Linked DNA regions of Mus musculus: region 2 is linked to region 1. A link is a contact called in public HiChIP or PLAC-seq data. All regions are on one chromosome and are shown on one strand. The core of a region is the stretch at or near the end of the contact, and the rest is flanking DNA. Distances in the headings are between cores, read along the strand shown. Region 1 overlaps Tacc2 (transforming, acidic coiled-coil containing protein 2). Region 2 overlaps Htra1 (HtrA serine peptidase 1).

Evidence for each region. HiChIP or PLAC-seq counts read pairs in DNA pulled down with a chosen protein or histone mark.
Region 2: a contact with region 1 is called in an HNF4G HiChIP or PLAC-seq map of pancreatic cancer cells. The contact joins two enhancer-like sites. A contact is called at or near these places in 2 of 115 datasets of contacts at active chromatin or transcription factors (fibro-adipogenic progenitors and pancreatic cancer cells).

The regions. Positions count from the first base shown.
Region 1 is chr7:130,651,440-130,657,240 of GRCm38.p6, forward strand. All of the region lies in intron 3 of Tacc2 (transforming, acidic coiled-coil containing protein 2), which reads left to right. Among named protein-coding and RNA genes, the nearest start is that of Gm39098, 8.4 kb to the left of the region's middle. Within about 2 kb of position 3,297, at least 69 of the 459 cell types and tissues checked have an H3K27ac peak or open chromatin away from gene starts, as enhancers often do. A contact at or near this core is called in pancreatic cancer cells, where this site is marked.
Region 2 is chr7:130,963,881-130,969,574 of GRCm38.p6, forward strand. The region is part of intron 3 of Htra1 (HtrA serine peptidase 1); the gene reads left to right. Among named protein-coding and RNA genes, the nearest start is that of Htra1, 31 kb to the left of the region's middle. Within about 2 kb of position 1,666, at least 138 of the 459 cell types and tissues checked have an H3K27ac peak or open chromatin away from gene starts, as enhancers often do. A contact at or near this core is called in pancreatic cancer cells, where this site is marked.

The DNA.
Region 1 (5,801 bases), core at 2,047-4,546:
ATCTTTCTGCCTCCACCTTCCTAATCCTGGGTTTACTCATCTATGCTCCCTCCCATGCCTTGATAACCTATGTTTTTAAACTGTGGTTAAACAAATCACTTGGTGTAAAGTTTTGCATCTTAACTGTGCTGCCAAGTGTACAGGTCAGCAGGGTTGCTGTAGTGATACTGTTGTGGTGTGGTCCGATCCCTGGCACATACATACCTTGTCAGTCTAAACACACACACACACACACACACACACACACTCTCACTCACTCTCTCCCTCCCTCCCTCCCTACCTCCTTCTCTTCCCCGCCACTATCTGACAGTCACCGTTCTATTTTTGATTCTATGACTTTTACATATTTTTTGTTCTTATTCCTTTTCACATTGTTTTGGTTTTTTGAGACAGAGTCATCAAATAGCTTAGGCTAGCCCCTGACTCACTGTGGAGCAGAGGATGACCTTGAATCGTTATTCCTCTTGCCTTCCTCCCCTCCCCTCCCAGCGCTGGGATTAGCCTGTGCCACTGGTTCAGTTTCTGCTGTGCTGGGGATGGATCCCAGGGCTCTGCACATGCTAGGCGGACGGACATTCTCCCGGCTGAGCTGCGTGCTCAGTGCCTTTTCTTGATTTTTCAGGTGATGCGTTTCATCCTTATGTTACAGCTTCAGAAACAGGGTCATAAGGATTTAATGAGCTTGCCTAAGATTACACATGGCTAGTAAATAGCCCGGCTGGGTTCAGAGCTTTACCATGGGCTCTACTTGAAGTCCGTGCCTACTCTACCCAATCCCCAGTGACTCTTCCCTTTGAATTCTGTGCCTGTATCTCAGGAGAAGCAATGGCCCTGTGTATTTGGTGTGCTGGTGTGGCAGCTGCAGGTGGGGTGCTGACCTGGAGAGCTGGCCCCCTCTGCAGTCTATGAATGGCCCTGGCTCTGTGCTGCTTTGATCAGCAATACCTATGTTGTTACTCACCTGACTGTGTGGCTCCTCTCAGCACCTAGAAGGGTTTATTTCTTAGTCTTTTGAGCAACATGTTGGCTACTCTCTGCTTGTCCTGAGAGTAAGTTCTTACCTGAGCTCTCCATGATACCCAGCCCTGAGTTCACTAACCGGGAAGCCTTGGGGACAATAATAGCAGGGTTTTGAGGGATACTTAAGTTGTATGTTCGAAGGCTTCCTGCCATCTGACGTCCTGCCTTCCTTTACCAAGGCATCCTGGGTGGCCAGAGCTGAGTCCACAGGTCAGCCTCTGCCTCCCATTTTAGTACTCACTCCTGGGTTGGTCCAACATGTGGGCACTGCCTATGGTCTGCCCCACCCCCACCCCCCACCCCCATCATTTTTCAGCTAGACCAGGGGGGCTGTGCCTCTAGGGACTGTGGGTTTCTGATCACCCTGACTTTGGATTAGACAGTCTAAACCTTCATATTGTCGGGGGATGCCTGGGGCCCTGGGAGAGGAAAGGCCTTCCCTGGTCCACTGCTCAGACCTCCTGGAGGGTGGCCCTCAGTTGATTCTTCTGTACTACATGTCACTAAATTCTGCCTGAGACCACCAAACCCTGCGTGACCCAGGGGCAGAGATCTCAGATCTGGAGTTAGAGCAGATGAAATGTCCAGTGTGGGTTAGGGTGGAGAGAAGCCTTACTTAGCTCATTCTCTGTTAACGACACAGTAATGAACAGTTAATGACACAGACTGAATTACAAAGGAAAAAAAAGGTTTATTTTGATTGGTGGCTCCATTTGAGGTCAAAGGGATGCATCTGGTGACAGCCTTCTCCTTGCCAAAGTAACAAACGAGTACAGAACATCACATGACAAGAGACTGGGAACATGTGAGAGACCCAGCCAGACTGGCTTTTATAACAGATCCACTCTCAAGATAATCCATTAATCCATTAGGTGCATAAATGGATTAATCCACTCCTGAGGGCAGAGCTTTAATTAGCCCTTACAGGTGCCACCTGGTGCCGCCTTTAAATATGTCTTGGTGGGGATTGCACTTCAGCTTGAGGTTGTGAGATGAACCGTATTCCAGCCATCACCAGAGGCTGTGCTTGCTTGTTCTTTGTGAAAACATGTCTGCATCGTGCCTAGTACATCCTGTGTGCTCGTCAACATTTGTCCCATCACTTGCTACCGTCTGTGCTGTGTTCATTCTTGATCCCCATTCTACTGGTGTCCTCACAGTCTGGGAGAAGGAGAAGTGTGTATATGGGGGGAGGCACACCCTTCGGGGAGGAAGGAGGGAGTGTGGACCTGCTGCGTCTATGTTGATGGTACCTTCCTCTCTTGAACACATCCCACTGGTCAGGTACCCTGCTGGAGAGATGCTCTCAGGACTGCCCTTAATGAGTCTGACTGTTGCCTGGGTGGCAGATGGGGAGACTGAGCTTTGGGTAGACCTGCCCTAAGACTGCACTGCTCTTTATTGCAGAGGAATGGTTCTGACTAAGGCAGTCTGACCCTGCAGTCTTTGCCTCCCAAGAGGGGTTATGTCAGGCCTTTTATTTCTTCACCAGCAAAGACCCAGTACTGAAGCCCAGGAGTAGGAAAAATAAATTTGAGGCTTTGAAAAAACAATTGAGACCTTATAAGAAATGAAAAGCGCAGGTCAGAGTTGAAATGAGTGGAAGTTTTGCTTGAAATGTGTGCCAAACACTGCATTATATCAGCCTTCACGGCTATGGCTCCCTGGGGGCTGTACAGCCTTCTTGGTTCGTTCGTTCATTCATTCATTCATTCATTCATTCATTCATTCCCGTACACTTACTTCTGTGTCCTGGATTGAGGTTTGGTAGTGAAGGGCAATGTTTCCTCTTTTGTTGCTGATGGTCCAAGTTCCCTCCTGGACCTGCTGTTTTGTTTCTTCCTCTCTCCTGAGAGGTCCCATGGCTCCTTGCACCCCTCCTGAGCTGTGCCTGTGCTCCAGACTGGGCTGTGCTCTTTCCAAGGGAAGACTCCAGAAGACAGCCTGGGCTCCTGAAGGACTTTAGGGTCAGCAGTGAGAGGCCCACACTCCCAAGACCTGGTCTCCTCTACTATCTTCTGTCAGGCAGTATGGCTGCCCTCTTGTCAGGAGTCCCGAAGAATTACAGACCACATTTGGCAAAGCCCTGAGATACTGTACACGTTTTTTCCTCTTAAAAAAAAAAAAAAGAGTATTTCCTTTTGTTTTAACCAAAGGGCAAGTGTTTGCCTTGCTGGACTTGCTTATCTGGGAGTGGAAGTGTTTGTCTGTACTCTGCCTCAGAGTCATCCCACCAGCCACTTTCCCTAGAGCCCTGTGGGAGGCACCTTCATCCTGTTTCCTCCCTCTGGCCAGGCCTCCTGGCTGACTGGAAGATTTCTGGACTCCTATGCATGCCCTTGGCTTCAGCTTGATAGTGTTCTTCATCCTTGCAAAGGAAGCCTGAGAGTGTGGGATGCTCCCCACACAGGCTTGGCAAGGAGCTGTTCTTATGAGTGAGGCTCGTATGCTTAGGTTAATCTGTTACCAAGTTCATATTAGAGTGTTAGCAACAATAAAACGAGCATTCCTAGATCTTGGTCAAATACCTTAACCATTACAGCCTTGTTCCCTGTCTGATCTTAGGCAACTTGATCTTGCTGGTCTAGGAATCGGCTCTGCTTGTGCCTGGTGCTCAGGAATGCCAGGCCATGCTCAATCCACTCTCACCTACTAGATCCAGACAAAGAAAGCCCAGCCTGGCTTGCCCAGAGCCTGCATTAGTGATTATCAGTAGAAGCAGAACAAGGGTCTGTCTGCTACGCTCCCCAGAGGACATACTTGACAGGATGCTCAGTAGTGCTCTGCGAAGGACACTCCCAGGGGAGTCTCCAGGTGTCATGACACCTTCCCTCTGCTTACTGTGTATTGCTAGTTTACAGCTAGCCTACAGCTTGTGCAGAAGAGCTACAGTCAGAGACGTTTCCATTCCACTGAGCTCTGACATTGCCTTCCAAAACCTCACATAACAGAGGTGAGCTGCACAGAGCTGGCAGCTGTGACTTCCGGGGTTCCCTAAAGTGCAGTGCACAGTTTCTGGGGAGTCCAGCCTTGAGTTTATCAAGTTTTACATTAGCTAACACTGTGCCCCACACCCACAGCCCCAGCTAGTTAGAGGCCTTGGCATGATAATTGAACTAGTCTGGGTAACATGATGAGACTATCATTTAGATAATAAAGTAGGTTTCTTAGCTTACGTGGGGAAAAGAAGAAGGAATACTTCCGAGCCAGAGACCCGGCTGTGTGGAGCACGGTAGGTACAGTGCTTGCCTAGAACACACAAAACCCTCTGCTTAGTAAACCTGGCCCCATAGCACCTGCCTGTAGTCCCAGCAGGCTGGAGGTGGAGGCAGGAGGACCAGGAGTTCTAGGTAAGGTCATCCTACCCCACGTGGGTAGTTTAAGGCCAGCCTGGACTACGGGAGATTCTGTCTCAGGAGAAAACGAAACAATTTATAGAAGAAAAAGGTAGCAATGCCAATAACAACATCCCAAACTCCAGGGAACCCTAGTTTATGTATTAGTCAGAATGATGTAAACTTATTTAAGTTCACCGGACTTCCTTTAGAGATAAATAAATAAATAAAGAATCTCAAATCCTTGTTAAAGATAAGTCACTAATGACACAGGAAGTCCTGAGTTTATGTGTGAGGCTTGTAGTTAAAGCCAAGTCATTCAATGATCAAATCCCAGATGGCCTCTGATTGCTCCCTCTGTCATTCACGAAATCCTGGGTGGACACCTGGAAGCCCCCCTCCTCTGCAGCGGCTTGTGTGCTGTCCAGCCTTATCTGGCTCCTAAATAGTCCCAGAGCTCTTACTGGGACCCCTCACTAGGGGATCGTCTCTTTAGTTATTCTCTGCAGCAACATGACTGTCATTTTTAAAATGTCCTGCCACTCGCCTGCGGATGGCTCTGTTGACACTCTTGTCACCTCAAGGCTACAAGTTCATGCCTTATCTCCTGACCTTCTGAGGCCTCTCAGAACCTAGCCTCAGCTGTCCACCTTAACCTCCCTGCTCTCCTCAGAGCCCGTGCGGCCTGCCAGAGCCAGACCAGGCTCCTCGCTGGTGCAGGGCGTCGCTGGCAAGCCTTGTTTTACTGTTGTTGCACACATTGATTGCTGGTTCCGAACAGCTGTGAGAACAGTGTACTGATATTCTCCCACGTAGGTTCGGCCAGTCACTCTATCTACAGATGTATATCTGTTCCTATTCCTCTCTGAGTCATTCAAGATCAACTTGAATGAAGTCGACCCCTCCCAAACCTAAAGCCCAAATCCTCGAGAGCTCCAGCATGCATGTCCCTAGACAGCAGCACCCTCTGGTATGACTCCAGTGCAGCCATCCATCGGGGGAGCAGTCCCCAGTTCTCAGACTCCACTCAGCATCACCACCTCTGACCATGTCCCAGCAGGTCCAGGGCACAGTCCTACGCTGGACCCTGTGTCCCACCACCTACTCTCTTTCAGTCTAGAATCCTGCCTTGCCTTTCCCAGTTTCCCATGACCTTGAAGAGCACAGATGTTTCATGATGTTGAAAGGCCCTCACTCTATGCCCGTCTATGAGCAGACTAATCTATAGAAGTGTAGCTGGGCCTCTGTAGTGGTGGCAGGAGTACCTGGCAAAGCCGGAGCCTGCCAGACCTCTCCACTACAGAGAGATCACTTTTCATTTTGTGATCACATGGTATTTGGTAGAAGATGCTTAGCGATCAGATGTCCACTTGCTGCTTTATGCCTCCGTGCCTCTGCCCTAGCATCCTCCCATGGCCCCTGCCTGGCCTTCGCTTGCCTCCTTCA
Region 2 (5,694 bases), core at 416-2,915, 310 kb after region 1:
CTGTGAGCTATGAAGTCAGCTAGGTGTGAAGTCCTACTGTGTGTTCCAGCTATTGGATGGAGAAAGCTCAGGGTACTATTGGGGCAGTAGGATTCTGGGTCCTTTTATCTCCTTTAAAATAGCATTAGGCAGCTGTTCAGAATCTCCCCCCATACCCTGCTTGTCTCCTTACCTTCTCAGAGGCTGGGGTGGTGAGGGCTGGGGCTGAAGGTTGTAGATACAGGCTCTGTGCCCATGTAGGTGACAACTGACCTCAGGGTCACAGTTGTGTGTTATTTCTGTTAAGTTACTGTGAAATTTCTATCAAGAGCTCATCTTTCTAAATGTGTTTATTGATACCAAGACAGTTGGTCCAGGCTCTGACTTCTCATCTAACCATTCTTTAGTATATAGAGTAGCCGTGTTATTCCCATTTTATAAAAGAAGAGGGCTGGTGAGATGGCTCAGCGGTTAAGAGCACCGACTGCTCTTCCAAAGGTCCTGAGTTCAAATCCCAGCAAGCACATGGTGGCTCACAACCATCCGTAACAAAAATCTGATGCCCTCTTCTAGAGTATCTGAAGATAGCTACAGTGTACACATATAATAAATAAATAAATCTTTTAAAAATGTATTTTAAAAGAAGAAAGAATGCTCAGAGACCACTCCTCCATCTTATCACCCTTAGCCTCCTCAGAGCCAGGCTGCAGATTCCAGGTACCTAACTCCATAGCCATTAGCACAGGGACAAAGCCTGGCCTTCACATGGGATGGAGTAGCCTGACCTTAAATAGCCCATGGAAAGGTTGGTGTGTCCCCTTTTAGGAATGCTGCTAGCAAGGTGTCTAGAATTCGGTGGAGGCACCGGAAGGAGATTGGCCAGAATAGCACAGTCAGTGACCACATGTAGGACCTTCAGACTCAGTTCTTGGAAGGCAGCCAGCACTGGGGGCCTCCTGGCCATCTGCAGGCAGGGCTCTGGCCTGTGTGGTTTGTGAGCTGTCTCCTCAAGTAATTTCATGTTTGGAATGCGTGGGTGCATACCACGTGATTGCTTCCAGTCCAGGGATATTCTTTTCTGATTTTGAGCCAATGTGGAGACAGGAGAAGCCTCATGTCACCTCTGGCATAACCAAGCAAAATGTGAAGGCATTCCCTGAGTGTCTAGCTCTTTAACCAGAAGCCTGCTGTTTGACATGTACTGCACGAACAACCCCCACCCCCCACCATGTTTGGAAATGTAAAATTGACCTGATGTAGCTTTTGAAAATGGAGTTGGAAATGCAAGGCTATTACATTGCAGACACCCACATCAAAGCCTGATTCCTGCCTGCCCCCAACCCCTGCCACCCCTCTTTCCTGTTTGTCCCTGTTCTGGTGAGAGTTATTCTAGGGAGAGTCTGGCTTGTAACAAAGCTTGATTTGGAAGGAACAGGCTGGCCATCCAGTTGAATTGTGTTCGAGCAGAATTTACCCCATAGTGTGTGGTATGATCAAGGTGCGTGGTGGGCAGTGATGGGCTAGGCACTTGCTTGGCGTTGCGTCGTCCTAGGGGCAGCAACCAAGGAACAGGTCAGGGAAGGTCAGAGAAGGCAGAGTAGGATTGTGGGTGTGGTGGTGCATACCCACAGTCCTAGCATTTGAGGGAGGCGGGTGTGAAGGTAGGAAGAGGAGACAGGAGCTTAAGCCCAGTGACTAATTCAAGGGTTGGCCATCTAGGCCCAGTTTCCTATCAGCATGAGTTGTCTGTGACTCACACTGTCCTTTTTTGTGAAATGGAAGGTGCAATGGGCATGCAATGTCATTGTTCACTTGATTTTTATCCCACCTGCCCCCACCTTTTTTATTTTTTTTTCTGAGATCACCAGCCATCTTTTTTTGGGGGCAGATCCACCATTGGGGAGCTTGGGGGTTGGGGGTGGGGAAGTTGTCCTATGCCACAGGGCCTCGACCCGCATGGCCCAAGTGTGGTGAGCGCATGCTACCCCTTAGAATCGCAAACCACTGATGGATGCTGCTCAAGGAAAGGACACATCGCGTAAGGCCTCTGTAATCACCGCCACAGAGCAGGCCCTTCCCAAGTTCCTTCACTTCATCCCTCTCACAGAGATGCTTCACATCTCTAAGGGATTGGAGCTGCTTGGCTTGCAATTGCCAGAGAGCTTTCTGGGCTTGTGACCAAAAGCCTCTCTTTTGTTTCTCTGCTGAGCGGACACATGCGCATGCACTCTGCCTGCTGCATTTTGAGGCTCTGAAGAACTCAGTGGGAAAGGCTCACACAGGGTAGCCATCTGTGGTTGGGACTCCTCCTGTTCCACCCCCTGGAGGGGAGAGGATGACCCCTACAGGTCTCATGGGATTCTCCTGTCCTCGAGCTGAAGCTAAGGGTCCTCAGTGGGGTCAGTATTGATCTGGAGGTGGGGGTGGGGCTCACACATGTAAATATTTTAATGGAAAGCAGCTTTGAGGGCAAACTAGTTCAGTCTGAGATGCAAACTATTTCCAAATGTGTTTGACTCGAGCCACTGGCCCTGTGTACAGAATATTTTTAACTTTAATCCAAAGGCAGTTTTTGTCTCTCTCTCTCTCTCTCTCTCTCTCTCTCTCTCTCTCTCTCTCTCTCTCTCTCTCTCTCTCTCTCTCTCTCCTTCCTGAGCAGTTTAAGAAGAGGAGAGAGCCTCAAGAGATGGAGGAAATGTAAAATGTCAACCTATCAGGTGTCCTGAGTCTGGAGCAGAGGCATGGGCAGAGAGATGGGGAAGTGTTCAGAAAGCACCAGGGAAATGTCGTCACGCAGCTGTTTTTCCAGCTGTTGTACTGATTCCTCCAGATGCTGTCTCACCTATGCTGGAGAAATCCTTTCTTTCACAGCAGCCGTTCTCAAACTATGGGTTGCAAACCCCTTGGGGGTCGCATAGCAGATATTTACATTAGGATTCATAACAGTAGCAAAATTATAGCTACGAAGTAGCAATGAAATGACTTTATGGTTGATGGGTCACCACAACACGAGGAACTGTATTAAAGGGTCGTAGCTTTAGGAAGGTTGAGAACTACTGTTTCAGAGTGTCTTGACAACTCCTTCCTGAGACCCACCCGCTCGATCTGTAGCCCCTTCCCTCGTCCTCCTACCCCTCACCATCTCTGCACAGCTCCTTGAGGTTTAGAGTGCTCTTTCTGCCTGGCCTTCCCTTGTCCTTCAGGGATGCAGTCACATCCTGCTTTAGACCCCAGGGACATCCCTTGCCTGACTCACTGCATAAAATAGTTTCCCACATCTGAGTCCCCCTCACGCTCCAGCCCCCCCCCCCATCGTTCTGCATTTGCCCTCCTTCCTCATTTAAATAAGAATTTGTTGCTACTTGTTGCTGTTTAATTTTTCATTATTTGTGTGTGTGTGTGTGTGTGTGTGTGTGTTTGTGTTAATATGCTGCTCAGAGAAGCCTCAAACTGCTGGGCTCAAGTAATCCTCCCGTTTCAGCTTCCTACATACCTAGGATTTCAGGCATGTGACCCTGTACCTTGCTGCCCTTGATTTTGATTTCTCTATCTCTATCTCTCCCCGTCTCTCCGTCTCTGTGTCTGCTTTCTATCTCTCCCTGTTTAGGTGACAGCTGCTTTCCACCTTACTCTCTGAGACATGGTTACCTGTCAAACCTGGAGCTTATTGACGTGGTTAGAGCAAGCTCCAAGGATCCCTTTAGCTCCAGCCGCCCCGTGCTGGGATCACAGGTGTGCCTGGCTTTCCATGGCCTCAGAGAATCAAACTTAGGTCGGCAAGCTTGTGCAGGAAGCACTTCACTGACTGAGCCACCTCCCCAGCACTTCCTCTGTGTTCAGACTCCACATCAACTGCTAGAGTATAAAGGACACATTTCTTTTGGCCTTCAGGTCAGGTCTTGGGTACTGGATAGCTATGCTGGCCAGTCTTAGGTCAAGTTGACACACAAGCTAGAATTATCTGGAAGGAAGGAATCTTAGTTGAGAAAATACCTCCATAAGACCCAGCTGTAAGACATTGTCTTAATCAGTTATTGACGGAGGAGGGCCCAGCCCACTGTGCATGGGGCCGTCCCCAAGCCTGGGTTCTATAAGCAAGCCATGAGGAATAAGCCAGTAAGCAGCATCCCTCCATGGGCCTCTGCATCAGCTCCTGCCTCCAGGCTCCTCCCCTGAGTGAGTTGGACTTCCTTCGATGATGAGCAGTGATATGGAAGCGTAAGCCAAATAAACCTTTTCCTCCCCAACTTGCTTTTTGGTCGGGGTGTAGAACATGGACAATTGAAACCCTGATGGAGAGACAGCATCTGCTCGGAGATTAGCCAGGTGATCATGGCTATAGTGTTCCTCTGAAACAGCTTCAGATAAAGAGGGCTGTGCAGCAGACTGACTGTGCACTCTTGTCTCCCACTGTTGGCTTTGGCCAGATACAGCCCGAGCCAGGGTTACACTGAGCCTGTGGTCTTGGTACCTCTGAGTGCTGAGGAAGCAAGGAGAGACTTCCTGTGGGTTCTTTTCCCTGACGCCAACCACCAGGTAAATATTTGGACACAGCCTTTATCCCAGCCTGAGGTGGCTTTCTTTCTCCCCTCAGGCCTACCAATGTAGGTAGGTGCCTGGCTGGCCACCTTTGTCCCACCAGTCCCACAGACCTGTTTGAAGTGGCTGAGGCATAGCCTCTGAGTGCCGTTGTTTTTGCTTACTGAGGCTCCTCTTACTGCTGAGCCTGCTGAGAGGGCCTGAAGTCTGATGCTTCACCTCAGAGTTCAGAGCAGGGTCACTTAGGGGGCTGTGGGGACTGGGACTTTCATATCGAAACCTCCCATGATTTGGCCCTGCCTGTGGAGAGTCAGCCCCTGGTGGCCGGCTGCTGGAGATGACTCACTCGGGTTCTCCTCAGGCCACTTGACTGTCAGAGGATGCTGACTAAGCCCATGGGCTCTTCCAAAAGCAAATCAGATAAACCAAAGCCTGTGCATCCTCTGGATGCTGTCCTCTTCCCGTAAAGCAGCCTGCAGCCTGGAGTAGGCCACACTGCCCCGGACCTTCCTATCTGGCTGTCGTGAATGTCCACTGGCGCTTGTACCCGTCCATTTTGGATGCTTTCTGGGCTTTGGCTTGCTGTACTTTTCTGTGGTCTTCTCTCTCAGAACTAGGAGGGCTTCTGCTGCAGTTGTCAGAGATGCCCGAGAGTCTGTGCAAAGCTCCTGTTACCAGATTGATTTTTTACTTTTTAAATAGGGAGGTGAGCATCAATATTTCAGGAAGAAGTGCAGACTGGGATGTGGGGATGCGGAAGGTGGCTTTTATTCTGCAGCGCAGGTCCTCAATCCAGAGGCGAACGGCCGCAGAGCCCCTTATTGTTCTGATTGTAGTCATTTTGGCATGTGAAAATGTTTCACTTCCCCAAACTCAGAACTGGAGCCCTGTGTGTTCTCTGGACCCATTTCAAGAACTTCACTGATGGTTGAGGAAATTCTTTGGCTCTATTTTTCTCTTAATATGGCAATGCCTTTTTTTTCCCTCTCTGGCACCCTTTGCAGGGAATCAGAAGGAGGATATGATGGTTCAGGCAAAGCAAGTCTCAGGTCACTGGGAGTCTCTCCTGTCCTTCTCATCTGGGGGGGGGGGGCGTGTTGCAGAATGGGATTTATTTGACTGTTGTGAGCATGCCTGTGTGTTAGTCTAGATTGGCCATCGGTATCCTCTTGCCAT